Regions from separate parts of the Mus musculus genome. Here regions 1, 3 and 4 are each linked to region 2. A link is a contact called in public Hi-C, HiChIP or PLAC-seq and Micro-C data. All regions are on one chromosome and are shown on one strand. Each heading gives the region's core, a stretch centred on a gene start, on an enhancer-like site or on the middle of the called end of the contact. The rest is flanking DNA. Distances are from core to core; before and after follow the strand shown. Region 1 holds the start of Bend4 (BEN domain containing 4). Region 2 holds the start of Atp8a1 (ATPase, aminophospholipid transporter (APLT), class I, type 8A, member 1). Region 3 has its middle 66 kb from the start of Shisa3. Region 4 holds the start of C330024D21Rik (RIKEN cDNA C330024D21 gene).

Region 1 (2,700 bases), core at 54-2,553, 420 kb after region 2:
GTGGGTGAGCAGAGACTCTGGAAACAGCAAGGGAGAGGAACTCTTCCAATGGGAGAGATCTGGAAAATGAGAGGCCAAAGTCCTGGCCCCCAGGAGAAAATGGGTCACTTTCCCAAGACTGAAGGATAGCTCTGAATAAAAAAGCAACTCCAGATTGGAGAGATGAGCTTCATTCATCAAGGACCTGGATAATGATGAACGAGGTTGAAACCCAAGCTTGGGAAGAGGGGATGCAGGGATTGGGGTAGGCCTAACTAGAGGATGCTCCCTTTGAGACAGGAAGGAGTGACTGGCAGAGGCCGGAACCCTTCCTTGTGTTTGAAGAACCTTACGGGGCAGCTTCGGCAAATTACTGAGATCTTCATCACTGAATCCTTAGCCCGGTGGTGCCGGGTAGTATGAGCAACGCAAGGAAAGGGTGATCCCAGGCCACTTTGGTCTTGCAACGTATATGCATAGATAATATAATAATGTTCAAAGCAGTCACCATCCCAAAGGGAACCGTGGGATCATTTTGTTCCCTTGAATTGCACTGTCTACCAGCTATTTTACATTCTGAAGACCTATATGTAACCGTGCAATTCACTCACAAACTCCTCTGCGTGAATTTGCATATTTCCCTTTAGTCTTTCAGAGCCTCAGTTTTCAAATCTGGTCTTTCAGAGCCTCAGTTTTCAAATCTGTAGAATGGAAAGAAATGATGGCGCCTCTGTGCTCTCTCGCCCAGCTCCCTATGGAGAACAAGCGAAACAGTATGGAAGCACTAGGCCCTGAGTGCTTTCTGGTTCGGCCGCCAGACCTGGGACAGCAAGACCCTAAGGCAGGACAAACCTCCCAGCGGCCTGTGCCAAGTCCTTCGAGATGTTCTTTTTCGGGAGGGGGGCGGGGGGAGGGAGGTGTAGCTTCCTTCTAGAAGAACTTGCTGTCCCACCCTTGCACTCTGGCGACCCCGCCCTAACTTCTAGGTACCACCCCCTTCGTGCACTCCGAGAGTTGGGAGGTCACGCAGGAGGGCGCCGGGAACTCCTTTCCAAAGCTCGGACCCTGCGGACAACCGCTGCCGCCTCACGTCCACAGCCGAGAGAGCCGGGACGCCACCTCTTCCACCTGTCCCCACCGGGACGCCCTCCAGGTTCCGTTCCCCCACCGGGTCCCCTCGGGCCACGGGCTCCCCCTCCCCACCTCCCCCCACGACCCTGTCCGAAGCGCCGATCGCGCGGGCCGCCCGGGCCCAGGCCCCGCCCCGCCCCCATCATCATTAGCAGATATTACCCTAAACACTTGCTCCTTACCTCCTTTCTCCCTCCAGGCATTGGCGAGGCGGGCTGTCAATCAGCGCTGGGCGGCAGCCCCCCGCGCGGGGGCTCGGAGATGCCAGGCTCGGCGACAGGCAGCGGCGGCGGCGGCGGCCACGGCGCAGACACACGCCTTCCCGCCGGCGCGCGCCGGGGTAGAGCAGGCGGCCGGGCGGCCGAGCCACCTCCGGAGCCGCGCGCGGGGCGGGCAGGGCCTCAGACTCGGCATGGAGCCCGAGATGCAGGCGGCGGAGGAGGGGCCCAGCGCGCCCCGCATCTACAAGCAGCGCGGCCCCTACAGCGTCCTCAAGACGTTCCCCAGCCGGCGGCCGGCGCTGGCCAAGCGCTACGACAGACCCTCTCTGCTCGAGCTGTCGCCCGCGCGGCCGTCCCCGCTGCCGCCGCCGCCGCCGCCGCCGCCCTTCGCCTCGCTCGCCGCCGTGCCCATCAGCAGCAGCGAGCCGCCGCCGTTCCCGACGCAGCCGTCCTACCCGGCCGGGTCAGGCCGGGCCCCCGCCGCCGCCGCCGCCTCGTCGTCGTCGCCGTCCTGCACACCCGCCGCGCCCCCGGGCCATCCCAGGACTCCGGCGCCACCGCCGCCGCCGCCTCCGCCGCTCGCGGCCCCCGCCGCCTCGTCGTCGTCGTCCTTCGCCGCCGTCGTCAGGTACGGCCCTGGCCCGGCGACCGGCGCTTGCAGCAGCGGCGCGGGTAGCGACGGCGCCAGCCTGGAGCTCAGTGCAGGTACAGACTCCCGGGCCGCAACTTTGCGGAGCTCCGAAGGTGGCGTGGAGGGGGGGAGGGCGTGGGAATCGGGGGGTCCGGAGAGGCTGTGCGCGCTGTCCCCGTGGTCCCCGTGGGCCTCGGGAGCGTGCTACGCTCGGGCAGTAGTAACTTCTGGAAGATTCCGGGGCGCCGCGGTGACCCGAGCTTCCGACGGCGCGCGCGCCTTAACAGGTGGCTGTGGGGTGCGGGCTCCTGGCGAGCACCCGGGAGGGCAGCGGGAGAGCCTGTGAAGAGAGCAGGCCCTGGGCGGGGAGCTGGGGAGGGGACAGGCCCCGGGACAGCGGGCTGAGGCCACTCCGAGGAGACGCCCATTTTATTCCCGGCCACTTCACTTTTTCCCCCACGCCACACTTCCCTTTCCCGCCTGCCCGCCCGCCCGAGGTCTACTTGTCCTTCTCGGAGGTTCTTTGCCTGGGGGAGTGGGGGGAGCTGACCTTTGAAGATCCCGGCCCCAGTAGGGCAGACCTGGACCACTTGGGCTCCTCCTGGGGTCTCTGGGTTTCTTGTTCTCTGTGCGCTCCGGTGTCCATGGCGCACAGTCCCCCTAGCTTTATCCGCGGTTCTGCTGCTCTGGGTTGTGGGGTGGGGAGTGAAGATTTTTTGGCGTGGGCAAGGGGTCGCT
Region 2 (2,700 bases), core at 41-2,540:
ATTGACCGCCTGGGTATTAATGTGAGTGAGTGAGGTAGAACTCTGATTAGTGAATGAGATCTTCCGGGAAGTAGAGGAACTATCACGAATGGAGAGAAGATGCTATTAGCGGATTTTATTTATTTGTCTTTTTCCTTATGCTCGAGTTGCAGTCATATCTCTCTCTCTCTCTCTCTCTCTCTCTCTCTCTCTCTCTCTCTCTCTCTCTCGTTCACCCTCTACCCATCTCTCCTTTCTGGATCTCAAAGGAATACTAATAAAAAGCCTTGCTACAGGCTCTTTCCGCTAGGTGCCCAGAAGAACAGTACACGAAGCCAGTACCTTTTACCTTTATTCCTTTCTTACCCTGCTCAGGAGCTTGCTAGACACAAAGCTCCCCTCATCCTATCTCGAGGCTGAAATCGGGAACAAATTAAAAATACTGCATTTGTTTCGACTTGTTAGATTGGATTTTACTACACAAAATAAAAGGCACTGAGGTCGTGCTGGTCTCTAGGACATAACGACTTGTAATTAACATCTTTATGGATTTTATACCGACGCCCCACTAGGCTTTGAGGATAAACTACTGCATCGAACTTTCTGGAGCAGAAACCACAAACAGCATAATTTTTGCTTGGTTAACCACGTGGTCAACAGTTGGTTTGGTTGCAGTTTCAGAGCCTTAACAGGTTGCAGAGGACGAACTGGTGGGAAGTACGGGCTCACACACCCACGCAGGTTGTGTGGCTGGAAGCCTTAAAACGACAAGAGGAACCGTTCCAGTGGCTTCAGGTCTCACAGCCTGCTACTACAGAGGGTTCACGTTCATCTCAGGCCAGGAGTCAGGCTGGGTGTTGAGATAGGCTAGGATTCCACTCAGAGGGCGAATGCAGGGTCCCCCCACATCAGCAGAGACGTCACCCACAGAGTCTCAGAGGCTTAGACTCAAGCTGCCCACACCGAACCCAACACCCTGGCGCTGAGGACGGTCGGTTCTATCGCATTGTAGAGCCAGAAGGTGGCTGTAGGGGATGCCAGAGCTTTCAGAGCTAAAGAAGCTCTTCCTCTTTTATTAAGGCTTGGGACACTTGTACTGGCCTCAAGGAGGGCCGAGGTGGGCCGAGAAGCCGAGAATGCTAGATCGAAGTCCCCTCCCCGCGGATGGTACGGTCCGAACTGGGCGGGACCTGGAGGCTCGGCGGCCCTGTCCCCGCCCCACTCCAGGAGGCCAGCGAGTGAGCGCGCGCCCCGCAGACCCCGCCCCCGGCGCCGTCCCCGGCTCCGCCCCTCGAGCCCGCTCCTCTGCCACTGCGGGGAGACCTAGGCGGCTCTGCGGACGCAGCTCCTTCGCCGCCTTCCCCCTCCCGTCCAGTGCCCAGGCGGCTCCTGGCGGCGACGCTGCCCTGGGTGGGAGGCGCGGCCCCGCGGCAGCTGAGCCCTCTGCGCGGCGCAGCCAGCTCTCCCGCCCGCGCGGCGCCGTGACAGGTGCAGGGTCCCCGCCCGAGACCCACCTGCAGGGGCTGTCGAGATGCCGACCATGCGGAGGACAGTGTCGGAGATCCGCTCGCGCGCGGAAGGTGAGTGACCGCCGCAGCAGGAGGCTGTGCGCCCAGAGTGCGTGGGGGCAGGTGCTAGCAGCCTGGGGTCTGACGTGAGTGTGTGTGTGTGTGTGTGTGTGTGTGTGTGGCCGGGAAGAGACACCTCATCCCATCTACACCCCCTCCTCCTTTTCCCAGTAGTCTGGTTGTCGCCCCTGATCGCCAGTGAACCCTTCCGCCAGCTCTGCCTTCAGCGCACTAGCAAATGCTTTCCAGGATCCAAAACCTCGGAATTTATGCGCTGGCGGGAGCCCCAAGGTTTCCTTTACACCGCAACGCGACTGTTCAGTCCTTGTCTCCCAGAGCACTCGCCCGGCTCTCCTCCTTCGCCAACAGCGCACAATCTTTGCAATCTGCCTGTTCCCAGTGAGTTTACCCGTGCCCATGAATAGATCCCTCCAACCTACTATCTCCAGCGCCCACCATTGTGTTGCCCCCACATCACAGCTTCCCGAAGAGCGGGTTTGCCATTCCCAGGCGTCGCAGATTCTTTGATCCACTGTTCCCAGCATCTCTAGGCTGGAAGAGCCTTAATTGGGTTTGGGTGCTCAGTGGATACCAGGCTGCGTTCCAGTCTCTGCACTTCTGCCCCCTGTGGCTCACCGGGCTCTAGTTTGAGGTTTCATTTTTGTTTTTCATTTTTGCTTGAAGCCTGCACTTCGGCCGACTGAACTGACTTGAGTAAGGTGCATGCTGCTTTTGTTGCTCCACCCAGGGCCAGCTGTTGAGTGGTTCCACTTGTAGGAAGTGTGCAACAGATGCCCTAGGTTATGGGCTAGGACGCTTTGGCAAAGACTGAGATGGTGCTGTGCACCCTGATTGAGGAGCCCTTCTCCTCCTGTCTGGCGTGTGGCAGGCTTTCAATAAACACCTCTTGGTTTTACTAGGACAAAAAGGAAACGGTATACTTTTATTTTCTTTCTTTTGTTTGTCTGTTTTTCCATTCCAGTAACTCTGCCCTTCAACGTTGTGGAATGGCACTATTTTGAGAAATAATCTATCTTGTTACCGTCACTGATTCTCATCCCTGCCCCCATCTTGACCGTGAGATAGATGATAACGGGGTGGTGGAGGTGGAGTAGAAGCAAGGAGAATAGGATTTCTGGGGGCGGGAGTAGTA
Region 3 (2,700 bases), core at 15-2,514, 310 kb after region 2:
GAGGCAGAGATTGTGGCTGCTTATTGCCAGATGAAGCCATTGTCTCTAAGGTTGGAGACAGATGACATTTTAACACCCTGGACTGCTTCGTTTAAAAAATGAAGACAGCTCTGAGAGATATATGTTAATGCAGCTACTCGTTGCCTTTCTCATCGCTGAGACAAAATATTCTATAGAAACAAAAAGGAATGGCCTTTTCCCCTTCGGAGTTTCAGGGGATAACAGACCACCATATCAGAAAAAGTATGGCACCTGCAAAAGCTTGTCTTCAGTCATTCAAGTCTTTAAAACGGGAACTCAGAAGTCGGACGGCCTCTAAACAGCCAATATTTACGTCTCATAGTCTTAGATGCTGAAATGTCCAAAATCGAAGTTGCCAGTTGATTCTGACAAGAACTCGCTTCTCCTTCTTCTTTCTCCTTCTTTTCTTCTCCTCTTCTTCTTCCTCCTCTTCTTCCTTCTCCTCCTCCTCCTCCCCCTCCTCTTCCTCTTCTTCCTGCATAATCAACATGGCAGAAGGGACAGGGTTGGAGTTAGGGTTAGGGTTATCTTCTTCCTTTCATAATCATGAATTAATCAGACCCCAAAGACCCACCTGCAAATACCATCACCTTTGGGTTAAGACTTGCACATGTAAATACAGTAACATGAACAATTAGTCCATTGAAAGGAAAGAGAAAGAAAAAGGGGAAAAGAGGAGTGTGGGCCGAGAAGGGAAGAGTTCAGGAGAAAATGGGAGGGTGCAGGAGGGAAGGAGAGGGTGTGTGTGGGAGGGGAGGGTGTGGGTAGGAGGGGAGGGTCTGGATGGGAGGGGAGGGTGTGGGTAGGAGGGGAGGGTCTGGATGGGAGGGGAGGGTGTGGGTAGGAGGGGAGGGTCTGGATGGGAGGGTAGGGTGCAGGAGGGAAGAGGAAGATGAAGTTGGGACTACAAACCATGAATTTCCAGATTGAGGGAGCCATCCAATTTTTAAGAATCCTAAAATCAAGTGCAGTCCCGAGACAGTGGAACAGAGAAGCAGGCTCTGAATGAGAGAGAGAGAGAGAGAGAGAGAGAGAGAGAGAGAGAGAGAGAGAGATGGCCTCTGTTATCAGCAGCCAGACTGAGCACAAACAGAAGGGAGGTGCAAGTGGGTTCAGTCCGTCCCATGGGGTTCACCAGGGTTGTCACACAGCCAGCCAACAAGATTGCACCAGGCGGCTGGCCTATCCCACTACCTCCCCCCAGCTGAGGCTTGGCTCTCATTCTGCAGTATAGTGACAGGCTGGGTGCTCTGGGGACAGCCACTTAAAACTCCCTCACTCATCCCCTCTAAAGGAGGAGTTTGTGATGAATAGAGTAGCCAGAGAATCTACCCCACCAGCATCTCACCGGCTCTTCCCTCAGCAATCTCCCTTTGGCTCCATTAGTTTTCCTTTATTGCTTTTTTAAAAAAAATTTTTTTTGACTTATGATATCTTGCAAATGGGGGAGCGATGCTTCGCTATCAAGAAATCCAAAAACAAAAGGTAAGCTTTTACTTTTCTTACAGAGACATAACACTGAAAACGGCCAGTCACGGTATCAAATCAACACTCAATTCTAGGTCTCTACAGACCCACGTTGGCAAGCTATCTGCTTCCTTTATTTACCAGGTCGGCTCTGAATGTACAATGATGATATTTCTGCTCTTGTCCTCATTAGTGATCTCAAGGAACAAAAACACAACGTCGTAAGACAATGGTCTGGGAAGATATGGTTCAGTTTGGCTCAGTTTTGGGTTGTTAACGTTATGGTGGTGCATAGGAGAGGTTTCTATTTATAGGTGAAGCAGTATTCCCAGTTGATTCCCCAACTGATATCCCTCCCTGCACCCATGTCTTTGTTGTGGTGACCAGTCATATTTTGCAGTGCTGTGACACAGACACCCTATGGGAAGGTTATTTATCTAGGTTCACAGTTTTAGAGAGTTCAGTCCCTGTCACATCAGGGCAGCAGGAACATGGGACATGCCCTTTCCTTCTTGACAAGCAGGAGACAGAGAAAGAAGAGGATTGAGGACCTAAGACAACATTCAGAGACACCCCCCAGTGACGTAGTTTCTCCAACTAGGCCTCACCCTCCCAATGTCTCCCAGAAACAGCACCAAGCCCTCAAAATGTGAGCCTCTGAGGACATTTCATATGCAAGTCATAACACATGGCTCCATCACACTCACCCCGGCCTCAGGACTAGCCATGTGACTTGCCTTGCCTAGCAGCATATAGGGAGAAGCAGAAGGAGGCCAGTTCAGAGCCTAGGATGGAAGATGCTACAGCTAGGTCCACCTCCTAGCTTGCACCTTTACTGGAGTCATGAGAAGAATATGCCCTAGATGGCTCACCAGATGAGGAGGATGTGAACCCCTTGGAGGGGTCACACTACCAAGCCCAAAGGCCTGTACTAGACATCACGGTCACGACCACTGCATCCTGCCACACATCCACCAGCTCCTCGGTCGGATGTGAGCAATGACACGTAATTATTGTTCTAAGCCTCCAGTCTTGAAACAGTTTGTTAGACAGTGGCACCAGACCTTTGCAGGAATTGATGCTACAATTAAATGTTAAAACGCGTGGCTGAGCATTCGTCATCTAAAAACAGATTGTGGACGTGGAAGGCTCTGGGATCTGAACGCTGTGAGCATTCTAAAACAGCCATACTTCCTTCCATTTCTGCTCTTA
Region 4 (2,700 bases), core at 192-2,691, 380 kb after region 2:
TAATATTTTGCAAAGAGAAGATGCTCGAAAAGGACACATCAAACGGCTATGAGAATACAATAATAGCTTTCCCATCTCCCAAGGAGTCTATGGCCCCTGGATTCCTTCCAGGACACTGTCTGGGTGTCTCAGTCTAGAAGCCTGGATATAACCTGAGTGAGACTTAGTGTGACAAGAGGGGCACATCCTCTGCTGTGACAAATGACACAGCTGAATGTCCTCCACCCTGACATCATGGCTCAACTCTCCAAAACCCACAGGAGGTCCCTTGAAGCAACTGATAACGCTATCTGTGTTTTGCCTAAAAGAGCTCTTTACCAATTATGTCTAAACAACTGTACCCATCACTTGTACTCCCTAACTTGTGTGGAGGTATCCTGAGAACGTCATCATAAGGTAAGGTTTATGATCCTTAATCCCTAATTCTGAAACCCAGAGAGCTCTGTAAGCCAAGTTTCCCTAACGCATTTGGTAGGAAAACCTGAGCTTGGGCAAGACTGCTAATTGAACTCAACCCCATGGTGCATTTCGCTGTGGAAATAGGAGGATACTATGAGATGATTTCATAACCTCCAATGGCAGTATCATACCCTCTAGTACACTGCTTCTCAACCTTCCTAAATCTGCAACACTTTAATATAGTTCCTTTTACTGTGGTGATCCCCCCCTGCATCATAAAATGATTTCATTTCTACTTTATAGCCTTAATGTTGCTACTGTTATGAAATGTAATGTAAATATTTGTGTCTTAGGCGACCCCTGTGAAAAGGTTATTGAACTCCCAAAGGATCTTGACCCACAGATAAAGGACCACTGCTTTAGTATAACACCAACCTTGAGATGCCTCCAACATATATGTTTTAAGGCTTCGCATGTACAACTAGCTGGATGTAATACTAGGCTGGCTAGTTTTATGTCAACTGTACACAGGTTAGAGTCACTGGAGAAGGGGGAGCCTTTGAGGCAATGCCTCTAGAAGATCAAACTGTAGGCAAGCCTGTACGGCACTTTCCTCATTGGTGATTGATGTAGAAGGACCCAGCAAATTGTGAGTGGGGTCACCCCTGCATAGGTGGTTCTGGGTTCTATAGGAAAACAGGCTGAGGCAACACCTCTCCATGGCCTCTGCATCAGCTCCATCCAACACAAGGGAAGAGGCTGAAGAAGCCCCAGAAAAGACATTAAAGAATGGAGGATCAGGGGGACAAGGCAAGGTCGTGAGTGGAGGGAGCGCCAGCGGGCAGGGCCCGGCCCCCGGGGCTGTGGCTTCGCCAGACCTGCTGACGGAGCACCTGAGCTCAGCTTCCCAAGGAAACTTACAGAAGGAAGGCTTTATTTGGCTTATGGTTCCAGGACAAGTCCATCTCCATAATGATGGGGAAGCGTGGCGGTGGAGAGGCATGACAGCGGATGGCAAGGATGGCAACCGGAAAAGGAAGCTGAGAAGTCACATTCCGGAATCGCGAGTACAAATAGTGAAGAGCAAACTAGTAGTGTCACTCTTTAAAGTCCCTCCCCCAGCTACGTAATTCCTCCGGGAAAGCCATGCCCTCTAAACCTTCAGCAAACAGTAGCACTTACAGCCCCCAAAGGTCAAGGCTAAGGAAGACATTTGTCTTTCAAGCTACCTTGCTCTCAGCTCCTGCCATGGGGCAAGAATCCCAGCCCTTGCCCCCTCTGAGTTATGGAACAGCCTTTTTCTTCTTCTTCTTCTTTTTTTTTTCTTTTTTTCAAATTGATTGAAATTTTCATGTAGTTTGAGCTGAGAATCACAAAAAGAGGAAATAAAGATTATTTCAAAAGGTGAAAAAATGTTCAGAAATTGGTCAACTAGGATGGACGAGATGGCTCAGCAGGTAAGGGTCTTGCCATCAAGCCTGAAGACCTTAGTTCGATCCCTAGGACCCACACATTGGAGGGAGAGATTCAACTCTCACAACTTGTTCTCTGACATCAATACTGGCACCATGGTATGCTCACTCTAAATAAGTCAAGCTCTCTCTAAATAAACAAATGGTCTTTTTAAAAGTTAGCTCTTGGTTAATTAGAAAACAAAACCAAATTCTTCAGCACATAACACTCAAGATATTAAGATGTCAAATATAAAGTATTAAAAACTTTAGCCAGGTGGTAGTGGTGCCCACTTTTAGTGGGACAGCCTTCTGATCAATTCCTTTCCTGTTTAAAGTTACCAAAAGAGGTTCTGTTTCTTTGGCTGTGAGAAATGAATTCACATGAGTAGAAAAGTAAGATTAGAGGCTGGAGAGACGGCTCCCCGGTTAAGAGCGCTGGCTGCTTTTTCAGAACTCCTGAGTTCCATTCCAGGATCTAGTGGCTTACAGCCATCTGTGATGGGACCTGATGCCCTCTTTGGGGCACAGGTGTACATACAGACAGAGCATTCAAATACATAAAATAAATAAATAAATCTTTAAAAAGAAGAAAAGAAAATTCTTTTCTTCTTTATGTTAAAAAAAGTGATGACTGCTGTTGGGGAAAGATCAGGGTCCTTTTAGAGGTTTGACAATGAAGACAGACATTGGAGCAACTGCTAAAAAAAGATTGGCTAACAGGAGGTGTTTGAGGGGTGACAGGTAGGGAAGGGTGAAGCTTAGGTAACAGGGGACAGGATGATGTAGAAGAGGGGAGGGAGGAAGGCTGGGAAGCTGGGGATAGAAAGAGAAAGGTTTATTTTTTTCG

The links. A called contact is a pair of places that touch in the nucleus more often than the background predicts. HiChIP or PLAC-seq counts read pairs in DNA pulled down with a chosen protein or histone mark.
Region 1: a contact with region 2 is called in a Micro-C map of embryonic stem cells, with 3 times the contacts expected there. The contact joins the promoter of Bend4 here to the promoter of Atp8a1 in region 2. A contact is called at or near these places in 4 of 39 promoter capture datasets (the HPC-7 cell line, embryonic stem cells, pre-B cells and 1 more), 3 of 484 Hi-C or Micro-C datasets (embryonic stem cells and nephron progenitors), 3 of 115 datasets of contacts at active chromatin or transcription factors (bone marrow-derived macrophages, embryonic stem cells and memory CD8 T cells) and 2 of 9 other capture datasets (embryonic tail and liver).
Region 3: a contact with region 2 is called in a Hi-C map of the N1E-115 cell line, with 4 times the contacts expected there. The contact joins the enhancer-like site here to the promoter of Atp8a1 in region 2. A contact is called at or near these places in 5 of 39 promoter capture datasets (the C10 cell line, the HPC-7 cell line, embryonic stem cells and 2 more), 6 of 484 Hi-C or Micro-C datasets (the N1E-115 cell line, cortical neurons, muscle stem cells and 2 more) and 5 of 115 datasets of contacts at active chromatin or transcription factors (embryonic hindbrain, embryonic stem cells, forebrain and 1 more).
Region 4: an H3K27ac HiChIP or PLAC-seq map of embryonic stem cells shows a contact between it and region 2, with 5 read pairs. The contact joins the promoter of C330024D21Rik here to the promoter of Atp8a1 in region 2. A contact is called at or near these places in 3 of 39 promoter capture datasets (embryonic stem cells, hippocampal neurons and liver) and 1 of 115 datasets of contacts at active chromatin or transcription factors (embryonic stem cells).

Annotation. Positions count from the first base shown.
Region 1 is chr5:67,426,402-67,429,101 of GRCm38.p6, reverse strand. Bend4 (BEN domain containing 4) reads left to right here and starts at 1,303. Exons shown (of 5, transcript NM_001164806.1): 1 at 1,303-2,036. The coding sequence starts at 1,523.
Region 2 is chr5:67,846,021-67,848,720 of GRCm38.p6, reverse strand. Atp8a1 (ATPase, aminophospholipid transporter (APLT), class I, type 8A, member 1) reads left to right here and starts at 1,290. Exons shown (of 37, transcript NM_001038999.2): 1 at 1,290-1,559. The coding sequence starts at 1,511.
Region 3 is chr5:67,540,570-67,543,269 of GRCm38.p6, reverse strand. No RefSeq gene overlaps it. Among named protein-coding and RNA genes, the nearest start is that of Shisa3, 66 kb to the left of the region's middle. Within about 2 kb of position 1,264, at least 4 of the 459 cell types and tissues checked have an H3K27ac peak or open chromatin away from gene starts, as enhancers often do. A contact at or near this core is called in the N1E-115 cell line, where this site is marked.
Region 4 is chr5:67,462,639-67,465,338 of GRCm38.p6, reverse strand. C330024D21Rik (RIKEN cDNA C330024D21 gene) reads right to left here and starts at 1,441. Exons shown (of 8, transcript NR_110363.1): 1 at 1,321-1,441. RefSeq lists a cis regulatory region at 863-1,925.